2 separate regions of the Anas platyrhynchos genome follow, and region 1 is linked to region 2. The links are chromatin contacts, called in public Hi-C maps. All regions are on one chromosome and are shown on one strand. Each heading gives the region's core, a stretch centred on a gene start, on an enhancer-like site or on the middle of the called end of the contact. The rest is flanking DNA. Distances are from core to core; before and after follow the strand shown. Region 1 holds the start of SORBS2 (sorbin and SH3 domain containing 2). Region 2 has its middle 15 kb from the start of TLR3.

Evidence for each region. Hi-C and Micro-C count contacts between places; a contact is called where the count stands out from the background.
Region 1: a Hi-C map of liver shows a contact between it and region 2, with 1.9 times the contacts expected there. The contact joins the promoter of SORBS2 here to the enhancer-like site in region 2. A contact is called at or near these places in 2 of 8 Hi-C or Micro-C datasets (liver and skeletal muscle).

Annotation. Positions count from the first base shown.
Region 1 is chr4:23,092,563-23,096,604 of IASCAAS_PekinDuck_T2T, forward strand. SORBS2 (sorbin and SH3 domain containing 2) reads left to right here and starts at 2,221. Exons shown (of 28, transcript XM_072037206.1): 1 at 2,221-2,360.
Region 2 is chr4:23,039,118-23,042,930 of IASCAAS_PekinDuck_T2T, forward strand. No RefSeq gene overlaps it. Among named protein-coding and RNA genes, the nearest start is that of TLR3, 15 kb to the left of the region's middle. Within about 2 kb of position 1,889, at least 1 of the 8 cell types and tissues checked has an H3K27ac peak or open chromatin away from gene starts, as enhancers often do.

The DNA.
Region 1 (4,042 bases), core at 971-3,470, 54 kb after region 2:
ACTATTTTCAGGTGTGTTCTAATGCACAGCAGACAAGTAGCTATCTTTAGCTACTTGAATACCTCACTGTAGGGTAAGTATGATTCTATACATTGCACTTGAATGATATGGGATTAGTCTAGAGCCACCACTTTGGCTGCATGATTCTGGACCATGGTTCCAGTTCCCATTTGTAATGCCATGATTTGTACCAGGTTGTACCAGGAAAAAAAAAAATTGACTGCTCATGCGAAGCATATATCAAAATCTGTTCCTAGGACTTCTGTGGAGCTTCTAAGTAATATCAAATAGGTTACGTCCTCACACTTTGTGTTTTAATGGCTTGCTGAATCAAAACCATAATCTGTTCTTGGATTAAGCCTTTTCCAACTTCTACTTGATTGCTTATGTCAGTGAAGACAAGGAAAGTTTGCATGTACATGCATATCATAAGTCCTATAGGTGTACCACAGACAAAAGCTCCATCACTCTTAACGTGAAGTATGGCTATGTTAGAAACATGGATCTAGAGCCCTGAAGATTGAATTATAACTTGCATTCTTGAGGCAGTTTCTTTAAAGTAACTTCAAGAACACTTAAGAAAGTAATGTGCTTCCACTGTGTGTTAAGAAAACTGTATGTAGATATACAGACATGGACAAGCATCTTCAAATCTTTTCAAGCTCTAACCTATTGTTTAAAAACTCACTACCTCTGCTTTTTCATGAGCTAAGACTTCAGCCTGCCTGTCAAGAATACTATGACTGCAACCACAGTATGTTAGTGCATTAAAGTGACGGAAACCTCACTTGTGTTTTCACTTTCTGAAGAACATTACTTACAGAGTCAGTGACTGTATCAGTGCATTAAGAAGAAAGGGACTGGGTATGCGGTCTGTTTCATGTTGTTTATTAACAACAAAAAAAAAAAAGTTAGTGAGCTAATCATGTTGAAATGGTATTTTTGTAATGCAGATTGGTTCTGTTTTAATACTTACTTTGTGTGTAAATAATTACTTCAGTAGTTTAATGTTTTCTAGCCAAAAGCTTCAGAATCGGGCTGCCAAACCAGCAGACTTCCTTTTCTGATCAGAAAGTACTGCTGGACAGTAATCATGGCACAGAAAGTATGTGCTTGAGTCATGGCAGCTGAAGGTCCTTTTGTCTCATGCCAGCACAGGGTTCTTAGCACCAACTGCAGTTTGAGACATGTCTAACTTTATTTTTAAGAAGGCTAAGAGAAAGAAATAAGAATAAATTAATATTGAAGCACTGATTTTGAATGTGTTGGAATGTTTCAGCCCTGTCATGTCAGAAATCTGAATAATTTACCTCCTTTTTCCCCAGTGAAACAAATGGTAGTCATAGTCCCCTGCAGACCATTCTCCTCTTGTAATACTGTCAGAGAAACCACTGCTCGTGCAAGGGCACCAGTGTAAGGATGCTGGGGACAGAAGTGTGTAAACCTGCCACAGCAGCCCTCAGTTCTCAGCACTGAGACACCAGTGGGTGTCTTGGGCCCTGGTAGCAGAGCTTTGGTGTGGACAGGTGGAGCAGCAGAGCTGGTAAACCTCATGTGGCCCTATAACCTATATATATAACCTATACGTACCACACCTCGCAAGGAAGGCTGTGGTTTATCGTGCAAAGAAAGCCCAGCCCTGCCAGCGATTAGGTAGGGGCTGAAAGCAACCTTCCTCCACTTAACACTCGCTTTTTGCGTGTGGGGTACAACATGCTTGCACACTGCTCCCCATTATTTCTCAAAACTTCAGGTGGAAGCGCGCTGCGTGCCTGCTGCCTCCTCCGGCGCCCGAGATGGGAGGCGAGGGCAGCCGATGCCCACCAGCAGCTCCCCACGGCTCAGCCCTTGTCCCCTCGCCCCGCTGGGGTCCCTCAGGGCGGCGGGGGCGTGGCGGGGCCGTTGCCATGGCAGTGTAAAGCCGGGGCCGCCTCGCCGCAGGGCCCAGCCATTTTGCGTGCGGGGAGCGGGGCGCCGCGCAATTAGCGCCGACCTCATCGAGGGAGGAGGAGGAGGAGGAGAGGAGAGGAGGGGAGGAAGGGGCGTCGCGGCTGCCATTTTGACAAGCCGGGGAGTGCCGCCGGCCGCTCGCAGGAGGCGGGATGCGGCGCGGCACCGCTGCGGACCTGCTGTCAGGCTGCCCAGCCGCGCTCCGCCCCGTAGAGGCACGGCTGCCCCGCAGCGCTCCCGCAGCCGCTCGCTAGGCGCTCCCGGGGGAGAAGCCGGAGCTCCGGGGGAAGAAGCAGCGGGCGCCTTTCCCCGCCGCACAGCCGGCAGGTGCGTGGTGCCGGCGAGCAGCCTCCCCGCGCTGTGCAGCCGCCCTCCGAGCCAGGCTTCCCGCGGGGACCCGGCTGCTGCAGGTATCTATCGCGGCCCCTAAAGGGCGGCTTCGGACCCGGGGGGGTTGTGGGGCCGTGGGGGAGTCGGTGCGATCGCTTTATCCGCGGTGGTCGGTGTCTCAGCGCGATGCGCCGGGCGCTTGGCGATGCAAAAGGATGCCTCCGATAGGGGATAAAGCCATATGCTCGCGTTTTCTATTAAAACGTGGGTTGTTTTTTTTTTTTGTTTGTTTGTTTCCCACCGTGCTTTGTGCTGTCAGGATGCTGCTTCTGCATCCTGCCTCAAATGCATTGTCAAACTCGCCAACGTATTGGTAAAGCCCGAGCTGGATGAGTTCTTCATTACTAGAATTCGTGCATTGTGCTCAGCCTCAGCGTAACTAGCCTCAAATTGTCCGGCTGCTGCCGTGCGGTATGTAGGTCATAATAAAAAGCAGCTTTTTCTTCACCAGCCTTCAGTGGGCTGCGTGCCCCAGCGCTGTGGTTGATTAGTTGGTGGCACTTGTGCTGCTAAGAGCAGCGGTATCGCAGCCCGCTCACACCTCCCTCCCGAAGATATCGCGCATACCGTGCTGCACGGAGCACAACACGCCCATTGTGTCCCTCCGTTTGGCGTTCAATAAAAGGAAGGAAACCAGCACTCCACATGGAGCACGAGCACGTTAATAGCACAAGGCGCTTAAACTTTTATTGGGCGACCTCGGCAGCAGGCTTTCTACCGAAAGCTGCAACAAATAAAAACATCAAGATGAATGTAAGGCGGTGATGGAAACAGGATAAGCCGTCTGATGAGGGCTGTAGGCTAATGCTGTAGATTTTCAATGCAAAATGAATTGCTTTGAATAGGTATTAATTGCAACACATCTGTTTTAGCGATGAAAGCTATAGTTAGAAGCAGGTCGATAAAACTACAATCCCTCAATACAAATTTTTATATTAAAGGCAGCATTTTGTGAACTTCCAAATGTATTCTGAATTACCTGATACCAAAATGCATTAAATTATTCTGACAACTGAACCAAACACACCGATTCACTATGCGGCTTCAGAAAATGAGATGATAATTGGTTTAAATCTTAATAATTATTTGGATTTTAGTTACACTGAGATGAACTGTTTGGACAGTTGAGAAGACATGGGGTGAGGAATTTGAGGTCTGGTATCTTTATAGTTAAATTAGTAACCAGTGTTCTGTAATTAGGAGCCAAATTCCACTGTGTTATTTCTGTGTATATGTCCTGCAAAGGTATTTGGACAAGCATGGTCAGCAACCACCCCCCAAATAAGACACGCATTTGGAAATAGCAGTTTATAAATGGATGGCTACCATGCATTTTCTCCATTAGAAAAGCTTCATCTTCCTTGAATCATTGCAGGATTTTGTTAATGGGTGAATGCACACCCCAAGTCCTTTCTTATACCCATGTGTAGGGGTCACACAGTAAGTTGTTGAGAGCTGCTTTCATCTGCGTTCTATAAAGTGGAATGCGTATTTACAGTGTGGTACTACATGAATATTCATGATTGAGTCTGTAATTATGATGAAAATGATAAACAAGCCAAGCTAGCATTTCCTTTAAGGTGTTTGTAACCCTCTAACAAAGAGAGCTTTTATTATAACAGTGAGAGCTACAGATACAGCAGTAAGCAGAATGTCGAGGATTTTACAGTTCGAGGTGGACATATCTCACTGTGAAGAATTT
Region 2 (3,813 bases), core at 639-3,138:
GAAGCACAACACAGCCCAGAGAAAGCAGTCTAGGAAGTTTCTGGAGAAAGTGGAAGATCGCTTCCTGACGCAGCTGGTTAGTGAGCCTACCAGAGGAGGTGCCCCGCTAGACCTTCTCTTCACAAACAGAGAAGGACTGGTGGGAGATGTGGTGGTTGGAAACTGTCTTGGGCAGAGTGACCATGAAATGGTAGAGTTCTCCATTCTTGGAGAAGCCAGGAAGGGGACCAGTAAAACCGCTGTATTGGACTGTATTGGATGTATTGGACTGTATTGGATGGCCAACTTTGAACTGTTCAGGACACTGATTGGTAGAGTCCCTTGGGAGGAGGTTGTGAAGGGCAGAGGAGGCCAGGAAGGTTGAGCGCTCTTCAGGAAGAAAAACTTAATGGCGCAGGAGCGGTCTGTCCCCATGTGCCCAAAGACGAGTCGGCAGGGAAGAAGACAGGCTTGGCTGAACAGAGAATTGTGGCTTGAGCTTAGGAGGAAAAAGAGTTTACAGTCTTTGAAAAAGAGGGCGGGCCACTCAGGAGGACTATAAGGATGTTGCGAGGCAGTGCAGGGACTAAATTAGAAAGGCCAGAGCTCATCTGGAGCTCAATCTGGCGACTGCCGTCAAATACAACAAAAAATGGTTTTACCAATACATTAATGCAAAATGGAGGACTAAGGAGAATGTCCCGCCTTTACTGGATGCGGGGAGGGACTTAGTTACAAAAGATGAAGAAAAGGTGGAGGTGCTTAATGCCTTCTTTGCCTCAGACTTTAGCGGCAAAACCAGTTGCTCTCTGGACACCCAATACCCTGAACTAGTGGAAGGGGATGGGGAGCAGAATGTGGCCCTCACTATCCATGAGGAAATGGTTGGCGACCTGCTACAGCACTTGGATATATGCAAGTTGATGTATATTCTTGTATTTAGTGGAGGACTTGTTGGTGTATATTCTTGTATATTCTTTATCTTCCCTATAAATTGCAAATAAAATTACTGTTATCAAACAACAAGATGATCCACAGTACAGTTCTGTAACTTGTCCACCTTGTAGATCAAGTAAAAGATGAATTACAAAAATCAAAAAATGAGGGAAGCAAGCTGTTTATACAAGCTTTTAAAAAACGGGGGGGGGGGGGGGGGGGGGTTGGGCTCAAACCATTTCTGTCTCTTGTGACCTGGATGATTTTATTTTTGCCAGAATGAATAATTAACAGAAAAAAAAAAAAAAAAAAAAAAAAAAAAAAAAAACAGAATCTGGGATTTAACACTAAAATGCCTCAAAGTAAGGCCTTTTCGATATGTAATTTTTACTTGTAAGTTAAACAAATACAAGGAAGGCTGCTGCATCCATAGAACAGCACATTTCAATAGTATTGCCAACTGTGACCATTACATAAGCATGTTTTGGATTCCTAGAAAACCTGAACTTGGCTTTAAATTGACCTTATATCAGAAGTAAAACTTTGGGATAAGAACATGTTACTACTTTTGCATGTTAATTCAATGAACATGTCAGCCAGATGGCTCTGACATAAATATGGCATCCAAGGACTCGCCCTTCAAGCAAGCTGAGATCGTTCCAGGAAAAAGAAAAAAAAAAAGATTCTTAGAGCTGTAACCTTAAATGCAAAGTAGGAAAAAGCAAGAAAGCTATGAATCAGGAATACCACAAACACAAAAAAAAATGAAGATTTTTCCTATGTTTTATAATTTCTCATGTTTTTAGACTTTCCTCATGCCTCCTGTTACAGAGACGCCTGCTTGTACATTTTCAGAGCAACTATTCAAAAGCAATTTCTCTCTATCTGAAGCCATGCTCCTCACAATACTGACAAGGTCAGTGAGGTCCACAGGAAGTTATTTGCTGAGTAAGTGCTGGTCACGCAATTTACAGCTGCTTGGATGGGCAGTTTTAATTTACAGCATAGTTTTCCAAGTTGCCAACTTGTTCTAGGGAGAAATCACCTGAAAAATTCCAATCACAGCTCCATTGTATCTTCCCCATATGTGAGAATATTACCTAGCTTTGATACCAGATACAAATAGGATTATGCTTTTACACATCTCATGAACTCACATAGGAAGTAGTGCCCACTTTACGTAATTACAGACAATTTTCATTCCTGTCATGGAACATGAGATGAAGGAATATGAGGTATGAGAGCTCTCAAAGCTATTCAGGGAAATAATTGAAGGAATGATTAGCGCCGCTGCACAGAAAAGATCTCCTTAATCATTTGGATACAGAACGTATCATGGCTCTTTAAAAACACTTACAGTAGACATTACAACACTGTTCTCTGCAAGTTATCCTGTCCTTTTCACAGAAGTTTTACATCAACAGCTTTGAAATTTAAAAAGGGGGAAAAAAGAAGGTCAAAGGATATCAAAAAAGTTATTTGTTCTCTTAAGCAAATAAAACATTGTGTGCACAAATACATTCCTCTAGAGTGCCTGGAAACACATCATGGAAAAGTTCCCTAATAAAGTGATCATATTATTCATTAACATTTAAAAACTCTTCCAGTGCACTGCTCTGTGGTATGTTCTCAGCCCGCTTTGCAGCAGTTAAGAAAAAGGTCCAAGGTTCATAGGGGAGGGCTTGTAAGCAGCTCACAAACAATGTGCTTGAAATTCCTTGCTTTTGTAGCAGGAGTGCAAAACTACAGTTGAATAATTAAGCTATTGAACTAGGATTTATGCCGAAAAGACTAATTTGTAAGCTGTGCCCAAAGTGTCTGGGTTTGAAGTGATTTGCATATTTCTTCCTTTGGTATTCTAAGAATGCTATGGGAAACTTGCTACCCCAGGTCTCAGCAATAGGTTTCTCATGCATACCTCTCCAAACTTGTCTTTGAAAACACGAAAGATGAGAGTGAGACAAGCAGCATTATATTCACATAGCACGTGAATACAGGTATTCATGCAACTGGTAGTTAACATGAAATTTATTACAATATACAATGAGATTCTGTTTTATCTAGGTTACATTAAAAATTAATCCTAATGATTTATGCAAAAGCATAAGGGGTCTGATAAACGTAAATAATGAAATCTAGCCACAGAAATGTTTATTTGCCAAGATAAAAGGCAAGCTTTCTATCTTTGAAATAAGAAACAATGGTTATGACAGTGCACAGAATGGAGGGCAGACCTGGGCATTTCCCCTGCACACATTTATTTAGTGTGCAAGTACACACCCTGTTCTTCTAACTCAAACTGAGCAAAAACCAAACAAAACAACAAGAAACAATCTGTGGCACTATTCACATTATATTGCTCCTTAGCATGCTGAATTCATTATTTTAAGCATGGGAAGTCATTAAGATATCAACTTACATTCCTCATCCATATGAAATTACTTTTAAATGCTAGTTTAAGGAATGTACATAAATTATGGCAGAAGTGTTCATCTGGATCAAGTCCAATGGTATTGAATGAGAAAGATAATGCAAAACGGTGGCTATTTAGATTAAGTAAAAAAGATGAGCAAACAAGCACTAGAGAAGACCCTGTTGGATATGCCACCAATTTTTACTGCAATCCAGATGTAACTTACTTCAGAGTTTGACATTTTATGGCTTGTTGTTTGTTTTTGTTTTGGCAGAGTTCATTTCTTGTTTCATAACTGTGTGAGCAATTATGTTTATATCCCTTATGCAGACCAAAGCAGAATCCTTTGAAGAAGAATGGTGCTTCTCTAAGGGGCAACTGAGCACGCTTAAGGGAAAAAGTTCAGGACACTGCAGGCTGTACAGCTGTATTAAAGAGGCCCAGCAGGCATCCTGTGCTGCCTCACTGCACTGGCCTGCCAATGA